Regions from separate parts of the Zea mays genome. Here region 1 is linked to region 2. A link is a contact called in public Hi-C data. All regions are on one chromosome and are shown on one strand. Each heading gives the region's core, a stretch centred on a gene start, on an enhancer-like site or on the middle of the called end of the contact. The rest is flanking DNA. Distances are from core to core; before and after follow the strand shown. Region 1 has its middle 260 kb from the start of LOC118471894. Region 2 has its middle 29 kb from the start of LOC118471894.

Evidence for each region. A called contact is a pair of places that touch in the nucleus more often than the background predicts.
Region 1: a contact with region 2 is called in a Hi-C map of leaf, with 5 times the contacts expected there. The contact joins two enhancer-like sites. A contact is called at or near these places in 2 of 25 Hi-C or Micro-C datasets (endosperm and leaf).

What each region holds. Positions count from the first base shown.
Region 1 is chr5:111,288,235-111,292,318 of Zm-B73-REFERENCE-NAM-5.0, forward strand. No RefSeq gene overlaps it. Among protein-coding and RNA genes, the nearest start is that of LOC118471894, 260 kb to the left of the region's middle. Within about 2 kb of position 2,772, at least 18 of the 20 cell types and tissues checked have an H3K27ac peak or open chromatin away from gene starts, as enhancers often do. A contact at or near this core is called in leaf, where this site is marked.
Region 2 is chr5:111,054,307-111,058,869 of Zm-B73-REFERENCE-NAM-5.0, forward strand. No RefSeq gene overlaps it. Among protein-coding and RNA genes, the nearest start is that of LOC118471894, 29 kb to the left of the region's middle. Within about 2 kb of position 2,060, at least 19 of the 20 cell types and tissues checked have an H3K27ac peak or open chromatin away from gene starts, as enhancers often do. A contact at or near this core is called in leaf, where this site is marked.

The DNA.
Region 1 (4,084 bases), core at 1,522-4,021, 230 kb after region 2:
CTCCCAAAGGATGACCTTCTAATCCTGACCTTGGAGACGATCCCAATACTGGTCGTACGACTGGTAGAGGAGACCAAGAAAGCTAGCCTCGACCTCCCCTTTGTGCTCCAGATGACGATCATCAGCTCTAGCCTCAGTTCCAATTAGGAAGACATGTTTGTCCGGTTCTTGTAGCATAACCATGACGTGTTTGCATGGAAACCTGCGTACATACCTAAGGTTCCCAGGGAACTAACCGATCACTAGCTCAAGGTCTATTCCTAGGTGAAACTGATTTGACAAAAGCTACGCCGATTGACCCCTAACAAGTGAGAGGCAATCCAGGAAAATTTGACTCATCTAGTAGCTTACGGATTCATTAGAGAAGTTGTGCACCCCAAATGGCATGCAAACCTTGTTCTTGTACTAAAAAAGAATAAAGTAGACTAGAGCATGTGCATTGACTATACCGACCTCAACAAATACTGACTGAAGGATCCCTTCGAGCTCCCTAGAATAGACCAGGTGGTAGACTCTACTATGGGATGCTCCCTGCTCTCATTCCTAGATTGTTAATCGAGGTATCACTAAATTAGTCTAGCGAAGGAAGACTAGGAGAAGACCAGCTTCACCACGCCTTTTAGGGCATTTTGTTACACGTCCATGCCTTTCGGCTTGAAGAACGCTAGGGCAACATATTAGTGGGCTATCTAGACATGTCTAGCGAACCACTAGGGCAAGCACGTGGAGGCTTACATCAATGATGTAGTGATCAAGATGAAGGACCTAGATACTTTCATCAATGACTTACGACAAGTCTTAAACAGACTTAGACGCTACTGCTACAAACTTAACCCAGACAAATGTGTGTTCGGGATACCGACATGAAAGCTGCTTGGTTTCATTGTCAGCCACATGGCAATTGAGGCAAATCCCTATAAGATTGACACTATCCCACAGATGGAACCAACTAGATCTCAAAAGAAGGTGAAAAAGCTGACAGGATGCATGGCTACCTCTATCCAATTTTTCTCATGGCCTCGCAAAAAGGGCATGTCGTTCTACAAGATGCTAAGGAAAGTGGACAAGTTTGAGTGGGCTCTAGAGGCACAAGAAGCAGTTAATGCACTCCAGAAGTTTTTGACACGCCCTTCGGTCCTCAAGCCACCAAACTGGGCCACCAAAGATCAGCCAACTTAAGATATGTTTTTGTCCATCTCGTGCAAGACTCACGTGGTGACTTTGCGTTGGTAGTCGAGCAAAAAGAAGAAGGGCATGTGAAGGTGACTTAGTACCTAGTCTACTACATTAGTGAAGTCCTCGGGCTATCCAAGATTAGGTACCCTCAAGTTTAGAAGCTATTGTGTTTGTCCTCCTCACTGCATGCAAGCTGCACCACTACTTTGATGATCACAAAGTCGTAGTGGTCATCGGTATCCTGATCGGTGACATACTGCACAATAGAGGGATATGGGTAGAATGACCGAATTAGTATGCGAGCTGGGGGATCATGATATAGAGTTCCGGCCTCAGATGGCTATCATGACCCAAGCTTTGGTTGATTTCATTTTGGAGTGGACAAAACATTAGGTTCTTTAAAATCCCAAGCCAATAGAAGTCTGGAAGATGTAATTTGATGGGTCATTGAAGCTACAAGGCGCTAGACAAGGGATTCTCTATATCACTTGGAAAGGGGAACAAGTCATGTATGTGCTACAACTCCTGTTCCCAGCCTCAAACAATATTGCAATGTATGATGCTATGATTCATGGACTGCACATTATTGTTTAGCTCGAAGTAAAGCGGTTGATGGTGTAAGGGGACTCTGTGGTCGTAATAAGTCAGGTCAACAAAGAATGGGATTGTTCCACAGAAGTGTCACACCTGGATTTAAGGGGTAAAGCCGGGTGCATCTCATATGTGCGCCAAAGAAGAACAACACATATAATAATGATCAAGTGTATAGAGATAAATGCCACAAATATTATTACATCACGGAAGTGTCTTACAAAAATAAATGACATCAATAAAGCGAACTAATAATTATTCCTTCGCGCCATAAAGCTGATAGAGACGCCACCAAGATAAGCTCGTACTCCTCGTTGTAGACCTCCTCTTGGGCTACCTACTCTTCACCTGTGGGGTTGGGGTTATATATCGCAAGGGTGAGCTCAAAAAAGATCATAGCTCAACAAGTTGTGGGGAATAATGTGCATGGATTCACCTGTAATACCTCAAAGTATTATATTGTCAGCCTAGTAAAATTTTCCATGGATTTTGAATTAAAATACCTTTCAATAAGAGTTTTGTTAGCTTTAGGGTTACATCTCTTAAAACAAAGATAGTATAATAAAAATTTGAATAAAAAGAATTTCTATATCATGTTGGTTTTCCTTAAAAATTTATTTACAAGGACTCTCTATAAAACTTTATACACTAAAAATGATTTTCTAAAATACCTAATTCCTATTTTGTGTATAGATTGCACATTTTAAAGTGTTATTTTAAATAGGATAATAAATAAAATATAGTTTTGCACCATGCTGGGATTTTGAGTGTGCATTAAATTTGAACTCTTAGACTTTAACTTGGATTTGAATTTGAAATTTTAAATCAAAAAGAAAAAAACAAAACCAGAAAAATGAAATGAAGAAACTTACCTGTGCGGCCCAAGTTCTCCTTGCCGAGCGGCCCAGCCAACCATGTGCGCGCCGACATGTGGGGTCACCCCGTCAGTTGACAGCTCCTCACCCGCGCTCGCTGATGATGCGGGCCCGTTCGTCTGAGAATGCCGCGTGCGCATACAAGCCGGGGCGCCGTGACCGTGTACCCCTCCACCCACTGGCGCGTGGACCCAATAGGTCAGGCCAGGTATTTCTTCTTCCTAGGGTTGTTGCGTCGGGGCTGATTTCGTCATCGCGAATGACGTCTAGGAGCTCACCGTGGAATTTGCATCGCCCCAACCTCCTCGGCGCGGACTCGTCCTGGTCTTATAAAACGATTGCCGGTTTCCCCTTCCTTTTCCCCATCACTGGGAACCCGACCGTGGTGGGTGCACAGCGGGGAAGAGAGGGCCACCGCCGCCGTGGATTCGCTACCCAGTCGCCGTTTTGGCCTCGGCTTGCGGTCAGGGACCTTCACCGGTGTATACCGCATGGATCTAGTGCTTCCTCGTGCAGCTGGGGTGGCCGGGTGCAATGGAATTGCTCGCAGGAATTCAAGAAAACCGCGGGTCCGCAAGGCTCCGTGACAGTGTGTTCTGTTGCTCGAATCCACGTATGAGGGCCTTCCTCGAGTTCACCTATCTCCCTACACTCGTTTACGCTTTGCCGTGGTCATTAAAACATGCTAGGGCTCGACTTTGGATGCTCTCCGATGAGCGCACCGCCATGTTAGGGCCCCTGCGCCGCTGCTCTGTTCGGCGAGTGGGAAGATGAACTCGTGTCCGTCCGATCGACTATGGGCCATGTTGGGAGCCTTCTCCTCCATCGAAGGTCCTCAAGACCAAAACACCTTCGGCAAGATAATATAAAAGCTCACCGAAGCCATCATCAACCTCGGCTCAGGTTCTCAAGACGAAGGCCTTGTGAATAAGCAGCGTTGCGGAATGCCGAAGCTCAATAGCTTCGGCTCAGACCAAGCAAAAAAGTAAAAGACTAAATAGACCTTATTTGCTTTAGTTGCTTGTAAATAAACATTCAGGGGTATGAATGTAATTAAACTCGGGCTACGTCCCGAGCCTAAAAATAGATTAACAGTAACCCCGTACTTTTCATGCTGGATTGTATTCACTTTCTCGCATCCACACCTTCGAGCAAGTCGAAGGTATCAATGTAATATTAACATTGTTTACATTCATTTCTATTTTATGGGATATAAGGATAAATCAATTAATGAAATGTACTTATTATATTTATCCCTTTGCATTATTACTCGTATATTAAATAATGAAGGTATGTCCTTTTTAACCTTCGTCTGGCGAAGCATTATTCCCACGAGGAGATAATGCTTCGGTTAGACGAAGGTCCGTAATGACTAACAATTCTGTTGCCTTGTTCTTGATATATAACATTTGAGAACAAGTGACCAACATTGGCGCCCACCT
Region 2 (4,563 bases), core at 810-3,309:
ATAAATAATTACATCCTAAGGAGACGACGCTCCAGCAACCCCAAAGTTGACTGGGAGACGACGGCCTAGACCTCTCATGAACTCATCACAACATCCTCCATGCGCCTCATCCTGCGGTACTTGTTCTTGACCTGTGGGGGTGTGAGACAACAAGAGTGAAATCACATACATTCATCGCTCAACAAGTTGTGGGGAATAATGTGCATGAACTCGCCAAAGGTGGGAGCTCATGTGAAGTGTAAGCTTACCAAAGAGGATGGTTAGAGCTGAGCATTGCTTTTAAAGTTGGTCAAAATTTTATTAGCAATTACTAAGTATAAGTAAATACCAACCCAATTAAGTAGTAGAACAAAAGTGATACAACACCCACAATGCAATGCATATGACAAATTGAATTTAGTTCCATAAATTAATCATGTGAGGGTCCGAGCTGCTCATGACCGTGAGCACGGCTGATATGCCAGTTTTACACTCTGGAGAGGTTGCACATTTTTACCCACTAGTCGTGTTACCCATTTGCCATGGGGTTGATCGGACCCCAAACACCTCTACTAAGGAAGTGAGGCAGGGTTCCATTATGAGGCCTTTACAAAGTTCCACTAGCTTCAGAAAACCCGCTACAGTTTCTAGGAAGATCCAATGCAGGGACCCCTCGCCTGACCGCCATCGCAGCAAAATCAACCCAAGGGCCTCCCTACACTGACCACTCCCCTACTGCCCTTGCCCCTTTCAGGTAAGGTAGTCCTCCACTAGCTTTCCTAATTAGTCAGCCAAGGGCGTCCCATACCACCCTTGTGGTAGCACTGTTTTCCTGGGTGGTCGCTCCATGTTCCAATTAACATAATGATCTTATCATGAACAGTAAATAACAAACTGATAATAAAATAATGATAATGAATAATGTATATCTCCATCCCAAAACCACATAAAGCAATAGTAGGTACTACCCAAAAATTCAGTGGTAAACAAGGTATAAAGATATCCAAACTAGGGTAACCTATTGGGTACCATCAAAATTAACCTATGCAGATCATTATGATTAATTAGAACATGATTGGGTAAAAAGAAGTGATCAAGGGCACAACTTGTTGGGAATTGAGATTCCAGGTACCAACTTGCTCTTCAGGTAACTCGTAACCTCGCGCTAGTCGTAGCAATACAAACAAACAATGTATAGGCAAAATTAACATCACACCAAACATAAGAATAAATTGCATAAGAATATTCTACGTGTCGTAACAAGATCGTGGGTTCGAGAATGGCTAAAACCAGAGTTACGGTTAAAGTGATAGGATTTATGGTAAATCTTTGTGGTTTAAATATTAATTTATATTATAAGTTGGTTAGTGTATATCATATGAGATACTATTCTATAAAAACTAACTCAACCTTAATCTTAATTATAACTTAACTAGATATCATATATATATATTAATCAAATTATAAATGGATAGGTTAACTTCGATTAGAGGAGTTAATCTATTAAACATAGGATAGACAAATTTCTAATAATAAAAGTATGGGTTGTGATAAATGTTAGTGTCAAATTGTACAGATGATATTATTATGAATCTAACACAATTTGAACGTATCAAATCGGAGTTACGGTTCTCTAGTTATGAATTTCTGGAGTTATTTAGTACCTAGAATACAGTAATTCAAGTGAATAATTTTAAATCAAGTTTCATGGCTAAACAAAGGTACTAGGTGATAAAAAATATTAACATGAATTTATTGCAACTAGAACGGATTAAAAAGGAGTTAAATTGAGCAAGATATGGATTTATTAAGGTTTTGGAGATTAAAACCCATTTTCTGATTTATTTTAATAAGTCTGACCTAATTGGATCGGGGACACAATTACTACAATTTCCAGGGTCTAGCATGTAGATAACAGGGCCTGACTGCAATTAGTTTATATAAGAACTGGATGGCGGGTTGATTATTTAGAAATCCAGGGGCTCTTTTGCAATTGCCCCTGGCCGAATGGGTATGGTGAAATACTGGCCGTCCGATCAGTTTTCAATGCCTTGGATTAGATCCCCAAACCTCGCGAACCGGTATGCGCCCACAACTGTTGGATCCAGGATCTACGACCAGATCTAAATGGGCGAAAGGGTACACAGCAACCCAATCTCGTCCGTCCATTCTTTGATCTACAGCCACTACGTTCTCCTTCTTCCTTGAGCTAGGTCGAGCGGCGTCGACCGCCCATCACGGCGGCGCCCACACCGGCGCTAGTTGAGCTATCCCCCACGGTGACCAATACTTGCCCTAGAATGGTTCCTACCCTAATGGCTGCGTGGGCGAACACATAGAAGAAGTTTTTACCTCGGATTATGGAACTTCCGGGTTCCACCCACGATACCGCGCGGCACGGCGGCGGATTTCCTGACACCGACGATGAATTAGGGAGGATTCGGTTGGTCTCCAGTTCCTACGACTCCGTGCCTAGGTTCACCACGGCCTCGTCAACAACCATAGCCCCACTCTGGCCATAGACCGGCAGCACGGGCAGCACACATCGACGGTGGTTTCTTTTCTACTAGACTGCTCTCCATTGGCTCTACTCGGGGTCGGGATCTGATGAACGAGAGGAGGTGGCTAGGTCACCTATAAGTACCCCAGGATGGCACCCGAATCCCACAATCTTCGCCAAGATCCTAACAACTAGCTTCGGCTGTAATCGAGCGGATTCTGTTGAGCGGCGCCGTGACCGATAACGATCCGAGGACGATGGTACTGACACGGTGGACCCACACGGCAGTGAGTGAGCGCTAACGAGGCGAACCTGCTCAGAGAACCAGAGGCTAGGCAGTGGGCCCCAGGTACCAACGAGAGTGGAGGAAGGTGCGCAGGAATACCACTGGTCGAGCGGCTGAGGGTGTGGGCCCACGTGACAGAGGGAGCCAGGGCCGGTGTGCACCCATGGGCAACCGACGAGCGGGCCCACAGTGGCAGTGTAACAACAGGCCAGTGCGTGGAGTATAGTGGGCCGACACGCATTTGAGGGGGAAGGAAAGAGATGGGCCGAGACAGATGAGATTTGGCCCAGGCGCAGGTTTCCTTCTCTTTTTCCTTTTCTAATTTAAATTTCTATTTGTTTTAACTATTTTAAATTGAAATGAGTCACTAATTCAAATCTGTTTTGAATTTCAAAGTCAGTTTATATGCAACAACCAAAATAATCCCAGAATGATGCAAAGATTTATTTTATTTATTTAGATAGGATGCTTCACATTCACTTATTCCAAAGAAGTCATTATATTGAATGTATATCTAATTAAATGTATCTCCAATAATTCAATATGCCTTACCCTTTTAATTTAGGAAGAAGTTAATATGAATTCTTTAACAATAGTGACTTTAACTCAAAAGAGAATGTTTTATATATTTCTTGATGGTGATAATAAATTGTAACTCTTTTATTATATATATTAACTCCCATTGCTTTAAATTTTACTATTTATTTTATAAAGGGTGAATTCCATAGAATGATTATCCATTAGGGACATTTTAGTTTGATTTTTTTCTACAAATTCATAAAACAAGATTTCGGGTGTTACAGTGCTGAATCGATGTCAGGGTCATACGGTTCCAGAGGAGGAGAGAGTTCAGCTGCGAAAAATATAAGATTTTGTCAAATACGAAGCTAAAATATGACAAACACACCTATATGCCTTTCGTGCTTTGCGGCTTCTTCAGCTTTTCTTGCTTCCCCTGAAGCAAGATGAGATTCTTCTTCGCTCTACCTGATAGCTTCGTCTGCTATCTCTCTTCCGCCATTCAACCACACTTCAGAATAAAATTTCCTGTCAAGGGCGTTAGCTTCGGCTGAAGGTTCTCTAATATCATTTGCTGAAACTAAGAATTCTGGCTGAATTATAGCCTTAGCATGATCACAGCCAGCCTTTTCGAGCAATGATAGAGCCCCTTGAGCACCCACACAGGCACAAAAGTCTACTATTCTGGTTAGGACTCATCGAAAGGTTCTATTTCATCTTCAATCCATGTGATCACACCTTCGGGATCTCCGTGAATAAAGTTTTGCTCAGTTGAGAATGCGCCAACTTTAGCAAAAGCATTTTTCAACTTATCAGAACATTGCATAGCAACAGAGTAGCATTCTTCCTTCGCTTCACAAAGCTCTTCAACATTATTTTGTACCCTGGATCGTTCAGTATGAGATATTTCACACTTCGCTTGCTCAACGTTAAAATTTTCAGTAACTTTGTCATGTTTCTTCTCCAGCCTTGCCACTTCAGATTTATGCGGTTCTACTTGGGCAAATAAAGCATATTCAAGATCAGCTATACATTTTGCGTTCGCTTGTTTTTCTTTTTCAAGCTTCAAAATCTTTTGATCTGCTTTAGAGAATTTAGCCAAATTAGCTTCATTCGTCTTTAGCCTTCTCACTAAAGAAAGAAGAATCTTGTCTTTCTCAAGGGGCTCATTTCAAAGCGTTATAACTCCTGAGCGCAGATTTCCGAAGGCTATTTTAGTACTCTCATCCTCACATTCTTTTTGCCTCTTCAAAGCTTTGCTTAAAATAAGTCCCTAATA